Linked DNA regions of Sus scrofa: all the other regions are linked to region 3. Evidence: chromatin contacts called from public Hi-C data. All regions are on one chromosome and are shown on one strand. Each heading gives the region's core, a stretch centred on a gene start, on an enhancer-like site or on the middle of the called end of the contact. The rest is flanking DNA. Distances are from core to core; before and after follow the strand shown.

Region 1 (4,715 bases), core at 415-2,914, 350 kb after region 3:
TTAGTAACATATGTGCTTAGGCACAGCATCAGGCTTAGTCTCAGAGGCAATTCAGTGTTCATAGGCAAGGGAATAAGAAAAGAATGCAGGTAATTTTTTTCTTCTTTTTTTGGTTTTTGGGGCTGCACCCTTAGCATATGGAAATTCCCAGGCTAGGGGTTGAATTGGAGGTATAACTTCCGGCCTATGCCACAGCCACAGCCATAGCAACACGGGATCCAAGCTGAGTCTGTGACCTACACCGCAGCTCAAGGCAACGCCAGATCCTCAACCCTCTGGGTGAGGCCAAGGATGGAACCTGCATCCTCATGGATCCTAGTCGGGTTCATTAACTGCTGAGCCACGAAGGGAACTCCAAGAATGCAGGTAATTTTTTTAAAGGGAGTTAATATCAATTCAATGTCTAGTATGAGCCAGGTACCATGCAAGCCTCTGTGGAACCACCCATAAATAAGATAGGTTTGACACCTGTTTTTAAGTCAGAAGATGCTGCGGGAACAGCTCAAAGGAGAGATAAGAGTTGTCTTATCCCTATTTCTTCTGGCCTGCTAGGCCCAGAAGCAAGACAAAAGAGTCTTGAGCACTAGCCAGGATGCTCCCACCCTCTCAACCTTATTGAGAGAGGATTTGCATGATGACATCCCATGTATATCTATATAATCTATTCCTTTAGCTCCTTTCCAGAATTTCCCAGAAAAATGTAAAACTCTTATGTGGATGTACATATATGCGTTGCCATAAATCATTTCCAGGAAGGAAAGGAAGCCTGGCTCTCTTTGAACAATTTCTATAGTTTTTTATTACTGTCTCAACAATATTTCACTTTCCCATCCTAGCACTTTTGCCTAAACTTCCTCCTAAGGATTAACCCCATCCCCACTTCAAATGATCTTATAATACCTCTTCCCCTACTTTCTTTCATTCTAATATGCATCTCCTGCCCCTTCCCTTCCCCCAGCCTGAGGAAAAGACACCACTGAGGTTCATTTTCAGAAAAATAAATAGAGGAAGTATGACATAAAAGGAACTGAGTAACTGGCAAAGTGTGGTGGTGGTGTCATTTTCCTTCAACTCCATCCCTCTAATTGTTTTTTACAAACAATTTTAACTCCCAATTTTAACTAAAAATCCCCTTTCTTATCATTGCTCTCCAGGCTTCTTTTGCTTCTGATTTTCTTGTCATTACAGATGAAAGATTCATTAGCGATACACTGAATTACATGTTCCTATACTAGCCCGTTCAAAGAGCTCCTACTTTTAAGTCTAACCTTCATCTCTTAGGCAGTAGCTCTAGCCCATTTCCTCTCATTCAAGTAAGAACAATACCCGTCCCTATCTCCCTGCACCCTCTATCCTGTGCTTTCTTTACATCTGTCCTTTAGCTTCCAACAGGATCTTCCCCCCTCTGCAGCTCTTCAAAGAGAGGTAGGATTGCTACCACCCTTCCCCACAAAATAACGAAATCACGAAAGCGACCAGGACCGAGCTGAACCGAGGAACCCCCAGGTCCAGCCCACTGGTTTAACCCGCCGGAACCACTCCCAGGGCCGAGGTCCAGGGCTAGGAGGGCAGGACTACAAGTCCCGGCAGGTAGTGCGGCCACGCGTCCACCCCCGCAGCTCCGCCTCCGCGGATTCTCCATTGGCCTCCAGGGGGTGGGGATTAGATGGGAGGTGGCCATGGGGCTGCGGATGGGGTTTGTCCCCTTTTCGGCTTCCGTAGAGGAAGTCGCGGGGACCTGCATCTGGGGTTTCGGTGCCCCCCCCTTCCCGGGGGTCCGGGGGTGACATTGCACCGCGCCCCTTACGGGGTCGCGTCGCCAACGAACGCGGACACTCTAGTTGGCGTGCTCCTCCCCTTCGCCTCTCTTAGCCAGGCCTCCACCCCGCCCCCAGCTGCCCAGCCATGGGGGCCGCAGTGTTTTTTGGATGCACTTTCGTCGCTTTCGGTCCAGCCTTTGCGCTTTTCTTGATCACTGTGGCCGGAGACCCGCTTCGTGTCATCATCCTAGTCGCTGGGTGAGTTAGGGGGCTGGGGAGACGCGGGAGGACGCCGGAGAGAGAGATCCGAAAGGGGCTTGAGGAACTGGGGCGAGGCTGGGAGCCTGAGTTGGGGGAAGACAAGTCGGAGGTGAAGATTGAAGAGGGTCGAGTCAGGGGCCTTGGTGATTTGCCCTTTCCCGCAGTTGGTTTCCGCCTTCCAGGGATCGCAGAGATTCCTCCTATACTCCTCCCGGCGACGTCAGAGGAGGCCCAAGGCCAGGACTCGTGAGGGGGCTGTGCTGACTTCGGCCGGCCCTAAGGGAGTATCCAGGAATGGATACCTCGCCCTTCTGTGTGCCTACACCTTGGCTCTCAACGTTTTGAAGACTCTTTAATGAGATTTCTACCCCTTCCCTGCGCTAGATCCCTACAAACTCCCTTGGTGGAGACACCTATCCAGTCTCCTCACTGTCTCCCTGACCATCCGGAAGTGTAACTTCCACTTTTTATACTACAGCCTTGGTTGGCTCCCCTCTTTGATTTGTCTGGGTGCCCCCTGCCCTTGCCTGCCTGATTGCCCTTGTCTTTCCTCAGGGCATTTTTCTGGCTGGTCTCCTTGCTCTTGGCCTCTGTAGTCTGGTTCATCTTGGTCCATGTGACCGACCGGTCAGATGCCCGGCTCCAGTATGGCCTCCTGATTTTTGGTGCTGCAGTTTCTGTCCTTCTACAGGAGGTGTTCCGCTTTGCCTACTACAAGCTGCTTAAGTAAGAAGATGGGATGGTATGGAGGGGAGAAGGGCAGAGGATTGAACTCTAAGTGGGGCAGCCCTGGGTGGTGGTTTGGATGAGGAGGCACCAAGGGAAGACATTTAGAGGGAAAGGAGATTCCTGCCCTCCCTCATGTTTCCCCTACCCCACCCACCCCACCCCAGGAAGGCAGATGAGGGGTTAGCATCGCTGAGTGAGGACGGAAGATCACCCATCTCCATCCGGCAGATGGCCTATGGTGAGCCAAGGGAGAGGGATTGGAGGAGGGAGTGGATACCCTTCTCTCCGAGGGAAGTCTCTACACATCCACATGTCCTAAGTGACTTCTTGTTTTTCTCCATACTTGACTTCCAAGGAGAGGTGGTCTGGAGGGAGAGTAGGTGTTGGGGAATTGTGGCTGGGAATGGGGAGGGATCACTGGTAATCAGGCTATAGTGATTTCTGACATTGATGAGACACTCCTTCCCCCCACCCCCACCCCCCCAGTTTCTGGTCTTTCCTTCGGTATCATCAGTGGTGTCTTCTCTGTTATCAATATTTTGGCTGATGCACTTGGGCCAGGTGTGGTTGGGATCCATGGAGACTCACCCTATTACTTCTTGACTTCAGGTAAGATCCAGTTTCTTTCTTGCCTTCATGCCCCATCCATCCCTGGCCCCGATCTGATTTATTTTGCCCTCCCCGGGAGACTTCTTTGACTCATCATCTCAGGAGGCTGGGCGGAAACGAGGAATGTATCTCATACCCATCTCCCTCCTTGCAGCCTTTCTGACAGCAGCCATTATCCTGCTCCATACCTTTTGGGGAGTCGTGTTCTTTGATGCCTGTGAGAGGAGACGGTACTGGGCTTTGGGCCTGGTGGTTGGGAGTCACCTACTGACATCAGGACTGGTGAGTTGGGAACAGGGGTCTGAATTAGAAAAGAACTTCATGGTGAGTGGGATGGAGGGGAACTATATCCTCACTCCTTGACATTTCAAAACTTACCTAGGGAAGAGGCAGAAAGGTGAGTCTTCAGGTGTCTCTCATCTCAGCATCAGTTGTATAACCTGCTCTGGGGATGCCGAGGGTGGGGGGGGGCAGGAGAAGTTTGAATGGATTAGTCAAACTGTAATGCAGATGGCCTGAGGTGAGCAGAAACTTCTGAGGGAGCTAAAAAATCACAAGTCTCCTTAACCACAAGATGTTGGTGCTCTGAAGGGAAGGACTGGGGGATTTGAGTAGATATCTGGGGGTGGTTTGGGTCAGAGGCACCAAGAGAATATGGGGATTAGGCAGTGGGAGAATCTAACCTCTTATCTACTCTTCTCCCATCCCCAGACATTCCTGAACCCTTGGTACGAGGCAAGCCTGCTGCCCATCTATGCAGTCACTGTTTCCATGGGGCTCTGGGCCTTCATCACAGCTGGAGGGTCCTTCCGAAGTATCCAGCGCAGTCTCTCGTGTAAGGACTGACTACCTGGACTGATCGCCTGACAGATCCCACCTGCCTGCCCACTGCCCATGACTGAGCCCAGCCCCACCCGGGTCCATTGCCCATCATTCTCTGTCTCCTCGTCGGTCTTTTCCACCACCTTCAGGGTTTTGCTTTGTCCACTCGTGACCTTTAGTCTTTAGGCTTTACCAGGAGCAGTCTGGGTTCAGCCAGTCAGTGACTGGTGGGTTTGAATCTGCCCTTATCCCCACCATCTGGGGACCCCCTTTGTTGTCCAGGACTCCCCATGTGTCAGTGCTCTGCTCTCACCCTGCCCAAGACTCACCCCCCTTCCCCTCTGCAGGCCGACGGCAGGAGGACAGTCGGGTGATGGTGTATTCTGCCCTGCGCATCCCACCCGAGGACTGAGGGAACCTTGGGGGGGACCCCTGGGCCTGGGGTGCCCTCCTGATCTCCTCGCCCTGTATTTCTCCATCTCCAGTTCTGGACAGTGCAGGTTGCCAAGAAAAGGGACCTAGTGTAGCCATTGC
Region 2 (4,882 bases), core at 440-2,939, 310 kb before region 3:
AAGATAAAGACAAGTACCATATGCTACCAAGTATGTAGAATCTAAAATACGACACAAATCAACAGGAACTACAGAAGTTCCCTGGTGATGCAGTAGCTTAAGTATCTGGTGTTGCTGCAGCTTTGGCACAGGCCAGTGCAGGTTTGATCCCTAGCTGGGGAACTATTGCATGCCATGAGTGCTAGGGGGTGGGGGGAACCCAAAAAGCAAAAAACGTATTTATAAAACAAAAACAGACTCACAGACATAGAGAACAGAATTGCGGATTCCAAGGGGGCTAAGGGATGGGAGAGAGAAGGACTGAGAGTTTGGGATTAGCAGATGCAGACTAATATATACAGAATGGATAAATAGCAGGATCCTACCCTGTAGCACAGGGAACTGTAATCAATTTCCTCTGATAAACCATAACGGAAAATAACACGAAAAAGAATATATTTCTGGCACAGAGGGTTAAGGATCCCCCGTTGTCACTGCAGCAGCTTGGGTCATTGCTGTGGTGTGGCTTCGATCCCTGGCCAGGGAACTTCCGCATGACATTTTGATTTTAAAAATTAAAAACAAAAAGAGTTGAGAGAGAAAAGTCCTTCTGGTAAGAGGGAGAGGAATGGGATGATGTCTGCTCACTCAAGGAAATCTATGAGATTATCACAATATTATAAGCAACAAGACTTCAATAAACTAAAAAATAAGGAAAAAAAATCTGTGAGAATAGGAGAAAGCTAATGGCAAGGAGAAATGAAATCGAAGAACTCATGATTTGCCAACCTTTTTTCCTTTTTCTATTGCACACGTCCCCACTGGGCCGCCAGCTGTACAAACAACCCTGCAAGAACTGGAGGCGGGGCCCTTGCTGCTATTTCTCAGTTTACTGAGCTCACTAATAATCTTAAGGCTAACACTCGGGTCAGAGAATTAGAATCTCCGTTTTCTCATCTATCACAACTCCCCCAGCGCCTCAGCAATGTTCAGTCTTTCTGGAAGAGTCAACTTGTGGCAGGGAGCCAAGGTCTCAGCCTAGAGGGCCACCCCCGGATCGGGCTCCGCGCTGCCCCCTAGTGGTCACCTCTGTGGCCTTGCCTTCCCTCGGTCCGGCTCCCCAGCCCCAGGTCTTACACCCACCCCCTTCTTCACCTCCTCCTAGTCCCCTCCCCTTCCTCCCGGCAGCATCCCCTTCCTCTTCGTCCCCTTCCCCCAGCTAACCCCGTTCCAGTGAAGGGGCGCCGCTCTGTCTGCACCCAGAGGTCCGGGGCTGGGCTAGGAGGCGGTGCAACTTCTCAAGGCAGTCTTCCTTCCAGCCCTGACGCCCCCCAGAGCCCAGACATCTCTCCTCCCTCCTTACCTCCTCGTCCGGGACGCTGCCGGCTGTGCTTTCGCCGAGCCCGCCAGTTTGGTCCTGTTTCCTTCTCTAGTTAAAGCTCCCTGTCAATGATGGTTACTTTTTGGCCTTTTCATATATACATATTTTGGGGGCCTTTAACCCCCCCTCGTGGAGAAATGGAGGCTGCAAAATGGCGGACCCGGAAGTGAAGACGGCGAATATAATTTCTGGCGGAAGAATCTGTGAAGAGAATGTGGTTAGAAAATCCACATTTGCACTCGAACAGAAGGGTGATGCACCCCTGAGGCTCATTTTCTATTCTCCGAAAGTCTTTTGAGGTGAAGTAGTGCGTATCTATGTTATCTCAGACGGGACTATTTAGCGAGGCGGAGGATTGTCGATTACGCGTCTTACGTGTCATATAGTTCCGGTAGGGGACGGACCTGATGGTTTGTTTTGGCGCCAAGAATCCCGGCGAACCACTGAGAGAAACTGATCTCTGCCTTGGGTTTGCATTTAGCTAGAAGCAACCAGTTTAGGGGCCAGTTTAAGGTTGAAGAGGAAACTGTTTCTCTGTCTCAACCTCGGGCGAAGATGTTTGGGACGTTGCCTGGATTTGTGCGTGAATTGAGCTCTGGTGCCCGACGGACACATTTCTAATTACAGCCTAGAGGTAAAGAGCCTAGAGCCGAGCTGTCAACTCAATGAAACAGATATCGGAGTCTTGTTTGAGGGGGTTGGAGGTGCTGAAAGGGGATGGAACGGGAGTTTGCAAATCCAGTTAGCCACTTTGTTTACCAAACAGTTGATTCCTGTCTGCACCCACCTTTCGCCGTAAGCTGAAGGACAGCGACAAGTTGGGAAAGAAGACCTTCAAAAATAGGTAGACATAGAAAAGGACAGATCACTGCTCCATTTTGTATTCGATTTTGGCTTTTGTCGTTGATGATGGGCCTTTCAAACCCTATGGGGAAGATTTACATGGTTCCCCTCTTTTCTGGATTTCTCTAGATCCTCTTGTTTTTTTGGTTTTTTTTTTTTTTTTTTTTTTTTTTGCTATTTCTTGGGCCGCTCCCGCGGCATATGGAGGTTCCCAGGCTAGGGGTTGAATCGGAGCTGCAGCCACCGGCCTACGCCAGAGCCACAGCAACGCGGGACCCGAGCCGCGTCTGCAACCTACACCACAAGCTCACAGCAACGCCGGATCGTCTACCCACTGAGCAAGAGCAGGGACCGAACCCGCAACCTCATGGTACCTAGTCGGATCCGTTAACCACTGCGCCACGACGGGAACTCCCTCCTCTTGTTCTTTAAAGGACTTAGGGCATAATGTCCCAACTGGTATTTACGGCTTCCCTTTTTATTTGAAGGTCAAAATCTTATCTCATTCATGTTTACATCCTTAGGTTGTCTGGCTCAGTGCCTCATATAGTAGGTACCCATTAGCTATTTGTAAATCAGTACAAATTGTTTATTTTTTATCATTTTTTATTTTTTATTTTTTTTAATTTATTTTTTTCTATTTCTTGGGCCGCTCCTGCGGCATATGGAGGTTCCCAGGCTAGGGGTTGAATCGGAGCTGTAGCCACCGGCCTACGCCAGAGCCACAGCAACGCGGGATCCGAGCCGCGTCTGCAACCTACACCACAGCTCACGGCAACGCCGCCGGATCGTTAACCCACTGAGCAAGGGCAGGGACCGAACCCGCAACCTCATGGTTCCTGGTCGGATTCGTTAACCACTGCGCCACGACGGGAACTCCCCCAAATTGTTTATTTTTTAAATGAGGCAAGTTATAAATAAGCATATAACATATTTGGGTTAATTTGTTTCTTTTTGTAGGCACCTAGGCTGAGATGATGAACGGCAGACTTAATGCCACAGGTACCTCCTGAGGCATCTAGCATTATTACCTCAAATACTTCGTTATTGGGCAAGCACAAGAGTGGCTGGTTACAGCTTTCTCCCAAAACACTTTAAATAATTTTGAGTTGGAGTTGCCCTGTGGCTCAGCAGGGGACTAGTATTCATGAGGATGTGGGTTCAATCCCTGGCCTAGCTCAGTGGGCTAAAGATCCATTGTTCTGAGCTGCAGCGTTGTGGAGGATGTGGCTTGGATCCAGTGTTTCTGTGGCTGTGGTATAGGCCGGCAGCTCCAATTCGACCCCCAGCCTGAAAACTTCCTTATGCTGCTGGTGTGGTCTTAAGAAAAATAATAATAATTTTAAGTTGATTTCACCCTTTTTCTTGTCACCTATCTGTTCAACATAAAGTTCATCATTTTAATGTATAAAGGCTACTCAAATCCTTCTTCCTCAAAGTTAATATTAGATATTATGTATAAGCTGAACGTGGGCGCTCTGTACTGCTTCCCTTGTGGAGAGAGAACTAAGAGTCCAGTCCTGGGATTGAATGTCTTTATTAAAGAAGTGATTAAATGGCAACACAAATCACCAGAAGTAATTTTGGAAGGAGTGGGAACAAGGTGTAGGGTCAGAGTGTGATTGTTCATTTTATTGGTCTCAAGGTGGCTGAAGAACTATGCCTGAGGCCCATTGATCACTATTCTACACTGCAAATGCCAGAGAGCAAAACTAAAATACTAAGGACCAAACCCTGTGCCATTTAGAAACTGAATAAAACCCCACACAGTATCACAACAGTCAGCAAGATTGCATTTTAAGATATGAAATCCCAGTGATTTTCCTCAGCTAGAATTTTCAGCCCACAGCAGCAAAATTGTAAAGTGAGTAGGCTTGAAGAAGCATATATATTGTAACCCTTTTGAGAGCGGTAAGTATTTCTGAAGTGATTCATTGCTTTCCTCTATTGTCATCTCCCATGATGTATTTTTTTCCTCTTGTTTTATACCTTTAACTAGTTCCAATTTCTCTGAGAAAAAGAGTATTACAAGAAGGAGCAGGATCAAAAAAGCAGGAGTCATCACCTTCGCCTTTCAGAAATCCTACAGTCTTGTGGCAGATAATCTCAAATTAAAACTTGCAGGGATTTCATTAACCCTTGAAGAAATATTTGTGTTTACTGGCCTGGAGCCAGAAATTAGAAAGTTTTGAGCAATCTCGAAGCTAATCAAAATGAATTAAAAAAAAAAAATCAATCCTCCATCTTGCACTATTATATGACTCTCTGGTGCCCTCTTTGGGCCTGTTTTCTGGAATTAATATCTAGGGGAAGAGGAGGATTCCCTGTGACCCAGTACTCCATTATTTTGAACCCTTTACTTTTTGGCTTGGAGGGATTTCGAGAGAAAATGATAAGAAAGATAGATAAATAAATTAAATAAATAAATAAATAAATAAATAAATAAAAACACAACTCTGGCAGATTCATCAGCACCACCTCAACACAATAGAGGGGAGAAGGCAAGATTGATAGGGCAAAGGGGTGGAAAGGAAGGGGTTTGAAAGGCAGGCAATGAGGGCATGGTGGTGGGAGAGAGAGGTCTTGGGCTTAGAGCAAGTCCAATTCGAAGGACTGGATGCTGGCAATGGGAGCTCTCCAAAAGTTGAAGGTGCTGTACTCAAGGAGGGCATCGCCTTC
Region 3 (4,987 bases), core at 1,654-4,153:
CTTAACCCACTGAGCGAGGCCAGGGATTGAATCTGCAACCTCATGGTTCCTAGTCGGATTTGTTTCTGTTGTGCCACAACGAGAACTCCAAAATATGCTATGTTAGCTTATTAATTTTTCCCTGTAAACATTTACTGTTGTATTCCATGAATGCTTTGAGGTGGTTAGAGGAATTTATAAAGTAAAAGTCAATATCAACAAAAATATGAATAGAATGAGTGAGAAAATGAGAGTACAAGAATATTCAGGCAATTTTATTTATATAGAATTAAAATTGAGCCACAGATTTGATCTGAGCTTTCTAGAGATCATAACTAAAGTAGAAACAAGATAAGATAACCAAAACCACATGTGTAAAAATACAGTATCTCCTCCTACCACCTTAGGAGAAAGAAAATTTTCCTGACCTAAATCCTGTAACAGTTATCTTATATTTGGAACCTTATTTTACCAAATCAGATAATTGTATTTGTCACTTCTGAGATAGATACTAATATTTTTAAGCCAGAATTTTTAGTATTATTTGTAGGTTAAAATTAGATAACTGAAAAATTAGGACTGTTTTTTAAAATTCAATGTTAAAGAGGTAATCTCAAAAATATAGTTGGTTAATCCTGTTTTCAGTTTACATATCTTAAGAAGGGAATGATGGAGTTCCCTGGTGGCACAGCAGGTTAAGGATCCAGTGGTGTCACTGCTGTGGCTCTGGTCGCTGCTGTGGAGCAGTTGAGTCTTTAGCCGTAGACCTTCCACATGCTGCAGGTGTGGCCCCAAAAAGGGGGGGATGGAATAACTTGAGGTTTCATTAATATATTATTTTTCCCTAGTGTATTAAGCCTTGGTTTTCTTCTACAAAATCATATTCCAATTTTGTCACTAGTTTTTACCAGAAAAATAAAAGTTCAATAACTCAGAATTTTGTTAGCAATTTTCCTAAGTCATCCTCCCATTCATTCAAGGGTGCATTGAATGTCTAATATTTATCAGGCACTGCTGAGCACCAGTGATACAGAAGCAAAACATGATGCCAAAGTGGAATTTTTCTCTATTCTTAGGTTATTTTTTAATCTTTCCCCTCTCATCCTACCCAAAAATATTTTACTATTTTGAGGACATAATGTCTATCTTTCTAACTACTCCAGCACCTCTAATGAAAACCTTACACTTAGAAGGATGTACTTTCAGCAGTCATCAAAAGATATAAATATGTCAATAATAAAAGTTACCCTACTTTTAAAGAACCCAGATATCCTATCTTAGTGGGAAATAGTATGCTAGGTTTAATTTTTTTTTGAAGAAAGAAGAGAGGAAATAAGGAAGAACTGAAGGAAGGAACATCAGATGTAAAAAAGCTCTAAAATTAAAAACATTTAAACTGGAAAGTATCTATTCTGAGTAGTTGTTTTCTTTTAATAGGTTCTTCATCACTTTGATTCGTCTAGTCAAGATTCAGTGCCAAAAAGAAGAAAGTTTAGTGAACCAAAGGAACATATATAAAAAAATGATTTTCTTCATGTTTGCAAAGTTCTTCACAACATTTAAATGAAAGGACACTATATTACTATTTTAAGGTGTGTTTGCCCTACCACTGAAAACTTATAGGTAGTCTTAAGCAGTTAGTACACTGAAATGAATTCTTAGCTATCATATGATGATCTTTAATCTTATCTGAGACAAATTCAAGAGAACTTTTGAGTAAGAACAAAAATAACCAGTGTTGTAATTTATTCTGTTAATTATCTACTCAATTTGATCTATATTCCATTTGGTGGACATTTCCTTTAAACTTATATTAACTTTTAAGGCCCTCTTAAGCCATTTTTTGAAGTAAATAATGTTTATTTTGGTATTAAATTTTGATAGGAATTCATTTTTTACCTATGTTAAAACCATATAATTTAACTGCCTGTGTTTGTCATTATGTTGTTAAAACAATGTTATTCAGTACTTTGATATAGTGTATTAACATAATAATATATAATGTGCAATTAAAAATTGGTGCTTACTTTTTTAGCATTTTTTACAAGACAAAAAAGACTAAAAGTCTGACATTTTGGGTAGCATAAATAAAACATTGTTCAGCATCTAGACTCGTTCATGGCTTCTAATTTTTATTTAAATAGCAGAAAATGTTTAGGCACTAATTTTGACATCATTTCAGTAGATGTTACTTAAGAGTTGAGCACACTTCCTAGAACTTTTGGTAGTGTGAAAGAAACTGTGTTTTTAGTGAGAAATCTGGGATCTGATTTCAGACTTGACTGTTTCCTGTGCTCTACAAAAGGAAGACTTAAAACTTGTCTGTTTGCCTCTTGCAGTTTCAGCAGCCATATTCTAAAAACATACATTATCCATGAGCTCGCCAGTAGCAAGCACTAATAGAGAAAGTATGAATGCTATGGTAGAAATGTGCCTACCCTGTTTAATATAAACCAAATAAACGTCCACAAACTAACCCAGATCAGGTTTTTCTGGAGCAGGAAAGTTAGGGTTAAGCTAATTGTCGAAAACAGCCAATTTTTTAAATGTGTTCTTAGCTTTATTGGATCCCCAACTATCACACCTAATTGTCCCACTATACACTGCTACAGTAACACACCTGCTACACTGAAGTCAGTTGACCAACAGAAACCTTTGTAGATGGGCAGCTGGTGATAGCTCACGGAAGGCTTTGATTGGCCGGATTAGTGGGGGTGGGGAGTGCAGCCCTCTTTCCTCTCTCTACCAAGGTTCCTTCATTGGATTGACCAGCTGTCAGGTTAAACCCAAACCTGCCTCCTTTCGGTGGTGTTTGTCTGGATCGCAACACAATAGCCGGGGGGGAGAGCCTCCTCTTGTAAGCTCTGATTGGCTGAACTCAGCTTTGGAGCTTTCTGATTGGTCTAATGAAGAAACACCAAGGTAGGTTGCCTAGTGATCCTGAGGAAGCTGATGTGTTATTCCTTCTTTGCATCGAAGGATCAGGAAGTTTGTTCCCTTTGCGTGGCTGAGAAGTTTTTCACCTACTAGGACGGGGGTGGGGGGTGGGGGTGGGGACACGTGTCCTAAAATTGAGCTCAAGCTGCAGCCTGCCTTTGGCGGTAACCCAGGAGTAACGTCAGGTAAGCAACGGGGTGAATACATTTCCTAACATCCAAAAAAACCTCCAAGTTTTTTATTTTATGGGGTGAGGGAGGTTTTTATTTAATTTTGGAGCTATTGGTTTTTTGATTTTTTTTGGCTTTTTCCAAATAGTATTTTTAATTAGTAAATGCCCAGGGGCGATTAACTCCTCAAAGAAAATTTTTTATTTTTTTCCCCCAAAGATTTAAAATTTTTTGGATTGGATTAGGAAATAAACCTGTTCCTTATGCCAGATAGGCTTAGTGCTCTTAAGCAATTGTTTCTTGGTTCTCTTCCTCTTTCACTCTTCCCGCCTCCCACCAAGAGTTATTTGAAATATAGCCTTGTACAGAGAATCTCTTGTAAGTCACTTCATTTGTATTTCTTTTTAAATGTTCAAATGCTTTTCTGAGTATTCATTTTAATCAGTATATATTTATCGAGCAGTTACAACGTTAAAGACATTGTGCTAGTTGCTATGGAGAATATAAAAACCCAAGAAGACAATGTCCCTGCCCTCAAGAAGTTTACATTTGAGAGACAGCCATACCAAATGAAAGACTATAATAAATACTTTAAAGGAAGTAAGTATAAATAAAATTGTATGAAAGTACAGCTGAGGGAGAGACCTGTCCTGGCGATGGGACATATGGGTAATGAAGAAGCAGATTCACTTAAGAATAGGCCTTTGAAGAATGGGTAGAATTTAGAGAGGAAGGGAAAAGGGAAAGAACTTTAGCTTGTAAGAATGAGCGGAGGTGGAATTTAAGGGACATGTTTGAAAAATGGTTTAACAGTACATAATTGGGAATAATGGGAAGATTGCTAGAAGGTAGAATGGGATCCAGTCAGAGAGGCTTTTGAATGCATTCTTTTGATCTTGAAAAAGCTATTCTTTTCAATAATTGCTAGTTTAAAATATTATATTTCATCTTAAAAATTGGCATTTAGATTTATGTGAAGTATACTAACTTTATCACAGCTGATAATGCAGTTACTCTTGACTAGATTTTTACAACTGTAGTGCATGGTATAAAAAGGCTTGTACTTTCATAGTTTTGGTAATTGAGAAAGAATATACTAATCTTTTTTTTTTTTTTTTTTTTTTTTTTTTTTTTGCTATTTCTTGGGCCGCTCCCGCGGCATATGGAGGTTCCCAGGCTAGGGGTTGAATTGGAGCTATAGCTGCCGGCCTACGCCAGAGCCACAGCAACGCTGGATCCGAGCCACGTCTGCAACCTACACCACAGCTCATGGCAACGCCGGATCGTTAACCCACTGAGCAAGGGCAGGGACCGAACCCGCAACCTCATGGTTCCTAGTCGGATTCGTTAACCAGTGCGCCATGACGGGAACTCCAGAATATACTAATCTTTTAGCATTTTCTTGCCAGTACTTTTTGTTGGTAGCTGTTTGTGTATTCACAAGATGACTAGCCTAGGGATAGAGACAAAAGTTTTCTAGCTATATGGAGTTACCATACATGATCTTCTGAATGTTATTCTCCAGACTAGCACTCTTCCAAAGTGAGTGCATGAAATGAGTTATGGTCTTGGAAGGAAATATTAGAACGTGTATTTCTATTTAGTTTTTCTGAAAATTTTTTACTATTTTTGTGTATGTTTTATAATGTACCATTGAATAGTACATTATATGTAGAAATATAGAAATTATATGTAGAAATTATTGTATACTCTTCGGGGCTGAATGCTCCATAATTTTTTCTGCCCCATATTATTTAACTTGGGGAGAATCCATTATGTGAAAGAGGAATCACAATGATGGACATTCCCCCGGTTTATAGCTTATACCAAGAAGTCAGCTGGCTTAGAAGGTGATCATTTCTACTGATTTTTAAAATTACTGATTTGATTTCTTGTCAGTG

Evidence for each region. A called contact is a pair of places that touch in the nucleus more often than the background predicts.
Region 1: a Hi-C map of heart right ventricle shows a contact between it and region 3, with 3 times the contacts expected there. The contact joins the promoter of APH1A here to the promoter of GOLPH3L in region 3. A contact is called at or near these places in 2 of 47 Hi-C or Micro-C datasets (heart right ventricle and liver).
Region 2: a contact with region 3 is called in a Hi-C map of liver, with 7 times the contacts expected there. The contact joins the promoter of GABPB2 here to the promoter of GOLPH3L in region 3. A contact is called at or near these places in 1 of 47 Hi-C or Micro-C datasets (liver) and 1 of 2 datasets of contacts at active chromatin or transcription factors (alveolar macrophages).

What each region holds. Positions count from the first base shown.
Region 1 is chr4:98,815,922-98,820,636 of Sscrofa11.1, forward strand. It overlaps APH1A (aph-1 homolog A, gamma-secretase subunit), which reads left to right and starts at 1,665. Exons shown (of 6, transcript NM_001244487.1): 1 at 1,665-2,018; 2 at 2,577-2,747; 3 at 2,915-2,988; 4 at 3,237-3,359; 5 at 3,514-3,641; 6 at 4,071-4,715. The coding sequence starts at 1,906. The coding sequence ends at 4,205.
Region 2 is chr4:98,162,266-98,167,147 of Sscrofa11.1, forward strand. It overlaps GABPB2 (GA-binding protein subunit beta-2), which reads right to left and starts at 1,690. Exons shown (of 9, transcript XM_005663482.3): 1 at 1,343-1,690. It overlaps MLLT11 (myeloid/lymphoid or mixed-lineage leukemia; translocated to, 11), which reads right to left. Exons shown (of 2, transcript NM_001244607.1): 2 at 3,725-4,882. The coding sequence ends at 4,793.
Region 3 is chr4:98,467,564-98,472,550 of Sscrofa11.1, forward strand. It overlaps GOLPH3L (Golgi phosphoprotein 3-like), which reads left to right and starts at 2,904. Exons shown (of 5, transcript XM_013997188.2): 1 at 2,904-3,101. It overlaps HORMAD1 (HORMA domain containing 1), which reads left to right. Exons shown (of 15, transcript NM_001194981.1): 15 at 1,417-2,087. The coding sequence ends at 1,497.